Linked DNA regions of Zea mays: region 2 is linked to region 1. Evidence: chromatin contacts called from public Hi-C data. All regions are on one chromosome and are shown on one strand. Each heading gives the region's core, a stretch centred on a gene start, on an enhancer-like site or on the middle of the called end of the contact. The rest is flanking DNA. Distances are from core to core; before and after follow the strand shown.

Evidence for each region. A called contact is a pair of places that touch in the nucleus more often than the background predicts.
Region 2: a contact with region 1 is called in a Hi-C map of tassel, with 2.0 times the contacts expected there. The contact joins the enhancer-like site here to the promoter of LOC100273645 in region 1. A contact is called at or near these places in 3 of 25 Hi-C or Micro-C datasets (ear, endosperm and tassel).

What each region holds. Positions count from the first base shown.
Region 1 is chr3:160,748,744-160,755,695 of Zm-B73-REFERENCE-NAM-5.0, forward strand. LOC100273645 (60S ribosomal protein L13) reads right to left here and starts at 5,230. Exons shown (of 5, transcript NM_001161720.1): 1 at 5,183-5,230; 2 at 4,692-4,825; 3 at 4,015-4,148; 4 at 3,600-3,758; 5 at 3,067-3,498. The coding sequence starts at 4,800. The coding sequence ends at 3,274.
Region 2 is chr3:160,983,665-160,989,713 of Zm-B73-REFERENCE-NAM-5.0, forward strand. No RefSeq gene overlaps it. Among protein-coding and RNA genes, the nearest start is that of LOC103652321, 20 kb to the right of the region's middle. Within about 2 kb of position 4,602, at least 5 of the 20 cell types and tissues checked have an H3K27ac peak or open chromatin away from gene starts, as enhancers often do. A contact at or near this core is called in ear and tassel, where this site is marked.

The DNA.
Region 1 (6,952 bases), core at 3,980-6,479:
TGCTCTCTCTTATGAACCTGATCCTTGACCTCATCCATGGTCTCCATTTTAGAAATTGGATGCCAGCGGCCATTAGATTTTATTTGGACTCTGAGATAGTAATGGGTACCCGAAACCTAATGTCAGCGTAACACCGTACTCTGAAAAGGTTTGGGCGTATGAGAATCTCACTGCTCACTGCTCACTGCTCACTGCTCAGCTCGTGTGATATGGATCCTAGTGGTACAGTCAGTGCAAGTGCACCTGAAATCAGCTTGGATTTCTACTCAGCATGCAGCTAGCTGTAGTGAACATGAGCAAGTAGTGATCACGGTGGACTGACACTGACACATCTGTTTCCTGTTAGAACGGTACGGCGATCTCAAGAACTCGAATCCAACAGGCTTGTACGTACTTACTCCTTGATGAGGCAATTTGCAACAAAAGGAGTTTCAGTACCAAGTTCAAAGATACATAGTAGATATGCCACATCAATTTGACGCAGGAGGGGTTCAACTTCAACAGAAAGGTGTCACCCTTTAATTAGTTGAGTAAACAGACTGAGAGATTTTTAAGTCAATGTTAACACAAACAAAACAGTCAACATGTCCACGGATTTTTCAGCGACAAATGTAGCACTGGAGTTTGGAAGTTATATATAGCTATGAATTTTAATAACATATATCCAGAATTTCAGCACAGATTCATCTTCTGTTCAACTGGGATATATAGCCAAAGGCAGCCTTAAGGGCTAAGGAACGAACGATGGCGTTAAACTCGGCCCAGCAGTACGTACGTCCAATCCAACAAGGAGGACCCATTATTTCCTCCCTCTCCTTTTCCAAATCTACCAGCTACAACTTGTCCATCTTGAAATAAGGCCGGCACTTAGGTTTCTGTTTGTTTCTGCAATTTGCATTGCATCGACATGTGTGTGTGTGTGTGCGCGTGCGTGGAATTATGGCTCAGACCAACAGAATATGCTTTAGGATAATAATTGAGCGGGGGAAAAAGAAAAGGGATCGCATGCAATTGTTGATAAAAGAAGAAAGGGGGTTCATTGCAACTTGGTGGTTGCATCGTAGCTTTACTAGTAGTAGTAGTATTATGAGGTGTGGAGTGTCAAGTCTCAAGGCATAACTTGTGATAAACATTGCTGCATGGGTGGGTCGTCGATGAATATGGATGATGATGATGATAATGATGATGATTCTATTAGTCCTATCTTGGTTTCTAACTTCCCATTCATTCACACTTTGTTGTGCGGATCTTGCGAGGCATGTCACCACAGCCCGCTGGCATACACCTCTTGCCTTGTTAAGGACAACCCCAACACTATAAGAGATCCATATTACACACCACCTCTTGCCTTGTTAAGGCTAGTACGTCCACGGTAAACGGTAAACGTACGACTTTGAACGCAGCCAGGAATATAAAAAAAATGATAAACTGGTCTATATACCAATCAAATCGATGTCGATCATGTTCTTCGCCGGTATACTTACAAACATCTCCCGAGAAGACCCGTCGAGGAAAGAGATGAAGAGAGAGAGAAAAGATAGTAGATATATTTTTTTTATCAATGAGATATTAGGTATCTCGATCGGTTATGATCCTCTCATATATGTAGAGAGAGGTGGTCTTATCCTATTAAAAAAATAACTCTAGAACACGTTCTCTAAATTTTCCACATACAAAACTAATTTATAATGTTCTGTCATTAATCTATATGTTCAACAGCTCCTTAACACTTAGAATTATCCGTTTTTTAATCTTCTCACTCGTCTTTTAAAAACGATGATTGGTCTCTATTAATAAGGACACAAATACTACATAAACTTAATCAATCTCTGTTATTGTGGCCCAACTAGAGACCTAGATTATTTCAACTTCAACTACTATGTCAATATAGGCGTGCTAATAACATGTTTTAAAATAAATCGCCGGTGATCAGAACATTTCTCCCTTTCTATTATTGTCAATATAGTAGATAAAATAGAACACATAGACACCTTAGATAGTTTGTTCTTTATTTCGCTAGATATTAGTATTTACAACATATATATAGTGCCCACCTAAAAAAACAAATATATAGAGCAACACTATTCATCACCCTATGTGATGATCACTAACCCTAAAATAACTTACAAATATCACGAATAACTTATATTTGTTAAGTTATTTCAGGATATGTGATCATCACTTAGCGCGACAAATAACATATATATGTGGGGCCGTGCATTGTTATGGTTTCTATATATATATTATATAAGTAGACTTTGTTTTTTATTTGTATTGAGTATAGGATATAAAATACATATATGTGAATGTGGAAAACCTTCACTTATGCATAATTTTACATTATCTTTAATAGATGCAGGTAGAATACAAGAGATATAATATTATTTATTCTTCTAGGTACTAATATGTACAACTGAGTTTTATATATTTATAACCTTGACAAGACAAGGAGTTTTCACGTATATATAGTGCTGATAAGACATAAGAGTTTGCTAGGAGCCCACAACTAGGATTAGAATTAATTTCCTTTCTTTTTCTTTTCATAGCAGCAAGAACAGAGAAACAAAAATAGCAGCAAGAATAGAGAAACAGAGCAAATATAAATCTTAGTTGCTAACAATCTCGGTCTTTGTTATGCTCAAGATTTATGTCAACTCAATTAAAGGGGTGTTGATCCCACCATCTAAATTTTAGTGACTAAAGTAATCCCTAAACTGCTAAAGTATGACTAAAATTTAGAAGTGACTAAAGAACCAAACACTCTAAATTAAATTGAACGTATGCTCTTAGAAGATACTACCACCGTTCTACAATACCATTACAACTCTTAGTGAAGGTATCTAAGCTCACAAGATACCATACAAATCATATAGCTCTCGCAAGATACCATAAACTCATATAGCTATCGCGCTTGTGGAAAACACGAGACAACTGCGAACACACGAACGAGAGACCTTCTCGCAGAAAGAGAGTATACCGTTTGAGCCTTTGGGGCATCCACTGGAGACTGGAGATAGCCATGGCCGCAGCAGGAACATTTAAGATGCTATATAAATTCAAAACATTAAGGCAGAATCGTGCGTCGCCAAGAATTCATTAACCCATTAGATAGCTGAGTTCGCAAACAAATACAAGGTATCAAACAGTAGGACACCAAAATATTTGACTGGTCTCTATTTCCAGCACCCAAAAAAAACTTGGAACAAGCACTTGATGGAAGTAGCATCTCGCTATGACTGAACAGAACAAAACAGGCTACAAAGTTTGGCTGCTTCACTTCTTGTCTTCCTTCTCTGCCTCAGCTGCCTTCTTCTGGCGGGCACCGAGGTGCTTCTTGTTCATCCGCTCAAGGCGGAGCTTGCCATAGGCCGCAAACGCCTTCATCTCATCTGTGACCTTCACAACCTCTACAGAGCGCTTCTCACCGCGAGTAATTGGCATGTAGTCACCCTGTACCTGGGTAGCAGTGGTAAGCTCCTCCAGAGTAGAGTCACCAGCCTGCAACAAAAGTAGGTGATAAGGGATTTTGAGATCAAAGCAGCCAGAGACAATGCCTTCAAGAGATACTTAATTGTTCAGGAAAAGATGACTACTCATACCTTGACCTTGCGAGCACGCCTTGGGAAGATAACCAGCTTGGCCTTGTATGTCTTAAGCCTCTGGACATTGGCCTGCAGCCCCTCAAGGGATTTGTTCTTGCGGCGGTGATCCACAGAAATGCCAATGGTTGGAGCAAGCCTTTTTGGAATGCCCGCAGCCTGCAATCAACATAGTTACTTCTAATATCAAGATAACACAAGGTAATTCAACAAGTAGAAAAGGAACAGCAAAAATTAAACACCATGAGATAGCAAAATTTATAAACATTAGAAAATTTGTGGTCATGCAAAAGACAGCATATCAGCCTCTATACAGCGGTTCACACAAAAATAGCATGTGGCATACATACAACAGCAATTCATTTGATATGAGAACAACAAAACAAACATGGCTCAAGAGCAAACAATGCATCACCTTCAACTCCTCAAGGGTAAAGCCTCTCCCAGCCCTTGACTTCATGTTGTACTTGAGAGTCTGGCATTGAACAATGGGACGAAGAGGGCCAGCAGTTGGTCGTGGGAATATCTTCACAGCCTTCTTTTGACGTGCTGCACAGAGAACATAGCAGGGTAAATTATACGCTTGTCAGCAGGTGCAATAGGGGGGAAATCATACATAACAAGTAAATCAATGAAAGCAATTGTTGAGTAAAGCAAGTGAACTTTTAGTTTGGTTACTTCATCGATAGCATAAAGGGAAAACAATGCACTGCAAATCAGATACAAGCATAGCAAACCCGATTAGCATATTCACCCGGACACCCGGTAGGTGGTGGCTTGGGAGCTATCCAGGCTTAGCTAGTGCAGGCCGCCAGGCCTGAATACTAGGTGGTGTCATGGTACAAACAAGGAACAGCCAACTGGTGTTACAGTTTAAAGGATGAACAAACTAGTGTTAAAACTAACTTATTTAGCAAGCCAATACGAAACCAAACATACTAGATTGCAACAAACTAAACCTTGCACTGGTTCATTATCGATGGGGATGAGGCAATTGCAATGGGCAGGACAAGTGACCTGTTTATTAGCTAGTTTGAATTCAACAAGCACGCGAAATGTTGTAGGTAGGCTAAAAAATGGCGATGAGCTCACCGATGCGGCGCCTCTGCTTGCGGGCGGGCTGGTTGAACCATGTCTTGACATAGTTCTGCCAGTGCTTCTTGAAGTGCCCGTTGGGGATGACGTTGTTGTGCTTCACCATTTCGCCCTCTTTCTCTCCTTCTTACCTGTACACATCAACAACGCAACAGTGACGGCATCAGCAGAGACGAGCAACGAGCACACCACGGGAACAAGAATCAACGAGCTGCCGCCAGCTCCACCCTATGCTCTCGTTAGCAGCGCCTCGAGCAAGTTGCAACACCAATGCACACAAACGCATCGAGAGCACACCAGATCCTATGGTCAGCGCTAGGAAACGGATCAAGAGGAACCCAGAGCCGTCGCGCAGCAAGATCCGCGTGCGCATCCCACAGGCCACGGCTAAGCAGTCGATTAACAACCGAGATCAGACGGGCAACGAACCCACACGCAGCACAGAACGAAGCCCAGGAGGTAGGAAGCCGACGAGCAAAAGGTCTTACCTGTAGAGGAGATGCGGCAGCGGCGCGAGGAGTGGAGGCGGAGCGGGGTGTCCAGCGGAGGCGGGGTTTTGCGCTAGGGTTGGGTGCTTATAGGGGTCGGAGGAGAGGAGGCGCGAGCCCTAGCTTGGACGGCCGAGATCTCACCATTCTGGTGACGGAATTGATGGGCCGTTGAGTGGGCGGATCTCATCGGGCCTTTCTAATGGACAAGTGAAAATATTTCCATGAGGTGGGCCTCTACGTCCCCGTTCCGTTCCATGCTGTTTGGGCCGTAGGTGCACGTTTCATATTTAGGGAGAAAATTGTCGTGTTTTCTGATTTAAACATAAATAAATATGATTTTTAAATGGTCTTTTACTTTTTTATAAACATAAAACCATCTTAAATTTACCTACTCGAAGGGTAAACTTTCATGTGTTAAAAGTTTGATGAACAAAATATATACGGTTTTAGAATTACGTGACCGAAAACAAACAATGGCCGACTATCGAGTTGAAATATAGTCCATGAGTTCACAAATATATTTTGTCGTTGACTTTAAAAAACTTTAATTACTTATCTTATTTAAAAAAATCGTGAGTTGTTGTTTATTTTTTTATAATTTATTTTTATCATTGGAGGTCATTTGAACATGACTTAAAATGTTACATTTTTGAATAAATATTTTGAATAAGATGAGTGGTGAAAGTTTTTTTAGAAAAAAGGTCAATATTATCATATATTTGTAAAAGGAGGTAGTATTCTTTGTTGTTGTGGATTAGGACCGCTATTGTATATGTACGGGTTGTTTGTTGGTGCATATTTTCCCTTTCATGGCGTGACAGGGCTTTGTATGGTGTGCAAGAGGATTCTTCCACATGAATCCTCTTCAATTCTCTGGTCACCAAACCCGTTCTTAAAATTACTGAGCAAAAGTATGGTCTCATCTCTTGAAGATGCATTTGCCGGTAAGCAAGAGCGGAGGCGTTGCTCGAGCAACACCTTGTCCCAGCCCAACTAGAGACCCACAGTAAAAAAAACTAATTTCTAAGTCCTAACCCTACTATTTGGGCAAGACCGATGCACGCATAACGCACCCGCTTTCGACCGTCGACGCCAGCATCTAAGCTCTGTCGGTCGTCTGTCGTTGTCATGTCCCTGTTCCACCAGGTGCCAACTCCAATCTCCCTGTTTCACCGAGCTCGAGCTCCGGACCACCCACGCCTAGGCCGACTCGGCTTCGACGACGCCTCCTAGTCCCAGGTCGCCTGTCTGCCTAGCCAGGCGAGCTCCACCACAGCTCCTTGACAGCCGGCAAGATGAGGTGCTCCCCGCGAGCCATCGTGCCGCCCGAGCTCCTCCTCGCAGATCCGCCCCGCGCTGCAACAACCCAACAACAAGTATTGGCTTCCGTCGTGGACATGGTGATGTGGTACATCGTATCTCATCGCCTCTTCTCCTACATCGCCCTCCATGTCTCTTTTTTCAATTGTTTAACAAATTTTACCTCAATTTGCTATTAATAACACATTTCTCTTATTTAAAAATGAATCCGTGGAAATGTATATTCTTATTTCAATTGTTTAACAAATTTTACCTCAATTTGCTATTAATAACACATTTCTCTTTTTTCAGATTCATTCGCTATACAACATTTAGTTATAAATGGATTATGATCATGATGACTCTGGAATAAGGTAATAGTAAATTTTATTTCGCCGTTATGTCAGCAACATCTTAATTTTAATGTGTCCTCCACCACTATCGGTAAGTGAGAGCACCTAGAGGGGG
Region 2 (6,049 bases), core at 3,352-5,851, 230 kb after region 1:
GGGGCACGCCCTTTCGACTTCGACGCGTCCAGCATGGAGGCCCAGGCCCACATGTCATGTAACCGGTGCGCCGGCTACTACGTGCGAGAAACTGCACCGCCACTCGCGCCAGTACCGCGCCTCCTCGACTGCGAAACCGATGCCACGACTCGAGGCGACTCTGCGCATGACCCAACAGTGCCAACCGAGCACATCGGTCATTGGTCAGTCAGCCACGGGAGAAGGCGCGACGGTCGATACGGCCAAAAATGGGCCGGCAGTAATGGCGGTGGCAGGCGGGCGGAAGCGGCAGTCAAGTCGTCAGCAGGCTCATGTCCCCTCCTGTGACAGCGAGAGAGCCCTCTCCCATGGCGTGAAGACGACGCGCCCGTGTTCCGTTCCTCGAACGGCTCGCGCACGCACAACAGCTGCCCCGCGAACCACTCGTCCCGTCGCATTAACTCTGCGGCAGGACAGGCGGCGCCTTTGGCAGGCGAAGCAGGCGACACTTCACCTCCGCCATAATGACCGCGTCAAAAAGGTGCGCCACGTCATTCGATTTCGTATCCTTTTCCACTTCCTCTTTCTCTCTCTTGCCACAGGGACCGGGAAAGGGGATACTCTGAAAGGGATCCTTCTCCGCGAAGGAAACGGGCCCCGAGCCCCCCTACTGATCAGAGGTTCGAAGGCTGGCCCCTCGGAAGGGTTCAACAGCCGCCTCAGAGCACTCGGGCTCCGCGCCCACTACTGGTCAGAGGTTCGAAGGCTAGCCCCTCGGAAGGGTTCAACGGCCGCCTCAGGCCACTCGGGCTCCGCGCCCACTACTGATCAGGGGTTCATAGGCTGGCCCCCGAAGGGTTCGACAGCCGCCTCAGACGCAGAGCGAGGGATGACCCTGGGTACATTCGATACATAACCAAGGCTCGGGCTACGCTCCCGAGGTACCCTAGGACATTTCCGAGACCGACGGGAACGATTTTGTAACGGAATCCCACCAGAGGGAGGCATCGAGCCCTCGGACCCCGTCAAAAGGGGATCGGGTCCGGCAAGTCACCCGCAGGTACTTTTGGAGCGCGCCTCCGGGCCACTAGCCGACCCCTAACGAATGGGGCACGGGCGTCCACTTGGATTACCTGTTAGCAACTCACTGGAGACACCATGTTCGGCGCCCTCCGAGGGCAACATGGCGCTTTCCCCCCTCCTCCTTGTGGAAAGGCGACGCAGGGGCGTATGAAAAAAGCCGAGTCTGTCCTTGACCGTCCTCTTGCTCTGTGCAGAGGCTCGGGGGCTGCTCTCGCGAACCCGGCTCTGGCCAACCGTTGACGGCGTCAACATACCAGCCCGAGAACGTGTGACTCGACTATGCACCCGGGCTACGGCCAATTCGCATGAGGGAACAACCAGATCGGCCGAGGCATTACGAAACGCGCTAAGACCTCGAAGGAGTCAAACCACTCCTCCGAGGCCTCGGGGGCTACACCCGGCGGGTGCGCTCGCGCGCACCCCCCGGAACGAAATGCAACCGAGAAAGGCCGGCCCCCTTGCAAAAAAGTGCGACAAAAGCCTCCAAGCGAGTATTAACACTCCCTTCGAGGCTCGGGGGCTACTGTCGGGGACCATAATTAGGGGTACCCCCAAGATTCCTAATCTCAGCTGGTAACCCCCATCAGCACAAAGCTGCAAAGGCCTGATGGGCGCGATTAAGGTCAAGGCTCAGTCCACCCAAGGGACACGATCTCGCCTCGCCCGAGCCCAGCCTCGGGCAAAGACAGCCGACCCCGGAGGATTCACGTCTCGCCCGAGGCCCCCTCAAGCAACGGACGCACCTTCGGCTCGCCTGAGGCCCAGTCTTCGCAGAGAAGCAACCTTGGCCAGATCGCCACGCCAACCGACCGTATCGCAGGAGCATTTAATGCAAGGATCGCCTGACACCTTATCCTGACGCGCGCTCCAGTCGACAGAGCCGAAGTGACCGCAGTCACTTCGCCGCTCCACTGACCGGCCTGACAAGAAGACAGCGCCACCTGCGTCGCTCCGACTGCTGTGCCACTCGACAGAGTGAGGCTGACAGCAGCCAAGTTCGGCCTCGGGCGCCATAGGAAGCTCCGCCTCGCCCGACCCCAGGGCTCGGCCCCCGTCTCGGCCTCGGACGATGGACTCCGCCTCGCCCGACCCCAGGGCTCGGACTCAGCCTCGGCTCCGGAAGACGACGAACTCCGCCTCGCCCGACCCTAGGGCTCGGACCCAGCCTCCGCTCCGGAAGACGACGAACTCCACCTCGCCCGACCCCAGGGCTCGGACTCAGCCTTGGCCTCGGACGACGGTCTCCACCTCGCCCGACCCAGGGCTCGGACTCGACCTCGACCTCGGAAGACAGACTCGACCTCGACCTCGGAGGAGCCTTCGCCTTGCCCGACCCAGGGCTCGGACCGACCACGTCACAGAGGGGGCCATCATTACCCTACCCCTAGCTAGCTCAGGCTACGGGGGACAAGACTGGCGTCCCATCTGGCTCGCCCCGGTAAACAAATAATGATGGCGCCCCGCGTGCTCCATGACGACGGCGGCTCTCAGCCCCTAAAGGAAGCAAGGAGACGTCAGCAAGTACTCGACAGCCCCGACAGCTGTCCTCCCGCAAGGCTCCAGCGCTCCTCCGACAGCCACGACATCACATGAACAGGGTGCCAAAACCTCTCCGGCTGCCACGACGGCATGTACTTAGGGCTCTAGCTCCTCTCTGCTAGACACGTTAGCACACTGCTACACCCTCCATTGTACACCTGGACCCTCTCCTTACGCCTATAAAAGGAAGGTCCAGGGCTCTCATACGAGAAGGTTGGCCGCGCGGGACAACGGGCCGGCGCATAAGGCTCTCCCACGCGGACGCTTGTAACCCCCTACTGCAAGCGCACCCGACCTGGGCGTAGGGCAACACGAAGGCTGCGGGTTTCCCCTTTACGCCTGTCTCTTCCCCCTTCGTGCTCCGTCTCGCACCGATCCATCTGGGCTGGGACACGCGGCGGCAATTTACTTGTCGGTCCAGGGACCCCCTGGGGTCGAAACGCCGACAAGGACCGACAACAATGACCACTCGCCATCGTCGGGTAGCTTTTGTGCCGGTCTGACTTTAATTCTCTTCGCAAACACACACTTGTCTTTTTGTTTAAGCAAGCGTGTATGGTGGTACGTGCCTTATGACTAAAGATGTATGACGGAACTTCTACCGACAGGTGTGGCACGTGTTCTCCAATGATGAGACCATGTAAATCGTGACATATATCGAAGTCTGCATGATACTGATAGTTGCAATATAGTAGTGAAACAACTAAATTAAAATAATAAAATTTATGTATGGCTAGGATCACAAATGTATTATGAAACATTTTCTTATATATAGTACATGGGGAATGGAAATCGTAATATAAACATAATTGGTGTAGTAGTGTAGTGGTATAGGAGGGTATGCGCGAGAGAGAGGTTGCGAGTTCGAATCTCACCATTTACAAAACATATAAGTTTGATTCAAAATAATAGTGAAAAATGATAGGGCAACAGGTAAGGTAATAGGGTAGGGTTGGAGAGTTGTTCCTAGAATTTAAAAAATGTTTTGCTGTTTTTTTTAATTTTTTCGATTCTTAATTTGCCGAGTGTTTTTTGACACTCGGCAAAATTTTGCCGAGTGTCCGAAAAAAAGCACTCGGCAAAGAACCCTTTGCCGATGAAATCTTTGCCGAGTGTTCTTTGCCGAGTGTAAAATAGCCTTACGCGATTCCGGTAGTGATAACAATATAAGACATATTTTATATATAAGTTATCATGGTATTATATATTCTCGTTGCAACGTACGAATACTCACCTAGTGAACAATTATGTGTGGTTAGGACTCTTTTATTGTGAGTATTTCCAATTTAAGTTACCGTTTTCCGACCGAATCCGAGATATTTTATCCAGATTTATCTATTTTTGATATACGGGAATTTACGGACTTTTATCCGTCTTCGACTTTCCTGTTTTTCGACTACAACCGAACTAAAGTTTATACGGGTGACAACCGTGAGTGGGGTTTTTTTCGACCGTTTTCACCTCTGCTTGTGAGGCCTTTCCAAGCGCCGCCTTTAGATGCATCGCCAGTGCCACCGTAAAGGCCCCAATGTTGTCGTCGTTAGATGAAGAGAGGCGGCTCAAACCTCTCTAGCTAACGTACTGCCTGCAGCTGCTAGCTTAGTCATGTCCAGATTCAACACGACCATCAACCTATGCCCCGCTCTCTACTGCATCTCTATATTTCTGTACTGGTACGCAACGACATGCATTATTAAGCCAACAATGCATTTCATTTCAAGCCTATAGGTTTGTAAATATTTGAAAGCTACGTTTTTTAAGTTATTAAGATTTGAAATTTGAAACTTTTATTTATCAAACTCTTCTGCAATAATATTAGTTTTCCAGAAAGTGTATTTGTGTGATATGTAATTGTTCAGTCTAGCATATATGATGTAAAGTAGATTGCATTGATTGAGATCTTCCGTGACATTACATTTCACTGAGTACTGTACGAGCGACCTACGAGCTCAGCTGTGCCCGTTGGACTTACTACGTCACGCGTGCCAGACTGCCAGGCAGGTTGCCGTGTTACTGTGCATATATATACGTACACGGTACACGTGCCCCGGCAACGCGCGAGTACCGGGGGCGTGCCTGGGACGAGGTACACTTGATGCTCACTTGCTCAACATATGCAGCTCCATTAATATTAATATATATATATATATATATATATATATATATATATATATATATATATATATATATATATATATTGCATGTGAATTGCGACGCACCAGTACGTACACATCACACACGGCATGCAGCAGCAGCAGCAGGGTGATCACGAGCCGACGAAAGGGCACGGCGTAGTACTTACTCCATACTATATATTAATGTATGCGTGTGGATGCATGGACGATGATGGGGCAGCGCCTGCTGCTCCATTGCACCCCGGCCGTTTACCGTGCCAGCAGCCACACACAGGCCACAGGGCATGCAGTGCAGCATCCATGTACTACGTATAGTACATGCGCTCAGCTAGCTCAGGCACACGGGCATGGCTTGGTCTCCGCGCCGTGCCAGCAACGATCGACGACGGACATGCATGTGTAACGCGCCACACGTACGTGCCTTACGTTACGTTACATAGTACCTGCATACATGGGCACTGAGCAGTGATCGTGTATGTATAAAGAGTCGTACCACGCTGCACATTGAGCAGCACTGTACTGCATCTGGACTGGAGGGATCCTTTGGCTCGATCTCCGGTCGCCTGCCACCTGCATGCGCCATCACCAGGCGTTGGCGCAGTGCCCGGAGTGCGTGGCCGTGGCATGGCAACCACAACAGTGAATGAACCCAACCCAGTTCTCTATCTCTCTCCCAACCGGGTTCAAAGTACACACAGGAGCAAGATCCGGAAAACCCAAAATCATGGATCATGGCTAGTTTGACAACCTTATTTTTTTAAGAGATTTCATTTTCAAGAAAAACTAGTTTATTTTTTAATGAAAAAATAAAAATCATTTAGGGAAATAAAGTTGTCAAACTAGCTCTGAACGGAGAGAAATGAAGACGGATCATTTAAGGGTGTTTGGAATAGCTCCAGGTTCCAACTCCCTAGTGTGGAGTTGTAGTTTACAATATCAATTTAAATAATTTTAAAAATATTTTTAATCTAAATAATAAGCGAAATAACTTATCTAAATGTATTTTTAAGGCTTATAGCTCTAGCTTCACGATCTAGAGCACCTAATAACCTTCTCCACCAACTTTCCTAGAGCTACCTATCTCAAACATGGCCTTACTCTTTCTCTAGCGCAAGGAACAGGGAGCCAAATTTGAAGTCGGTGTCGAAGCTTCACAGAACAAGACTTAAATGTAATATGTCAATCTAGAAATTAAATATACAATTCTTAGAAACTTAAGACAAACACATTTAAAAATGTCTTCCAATTTCAAATGTTTTAGGCGTTCGTTACGTTTGCGTAATGCATGTCTCGTTTTCGACTTGTGTTGGCTG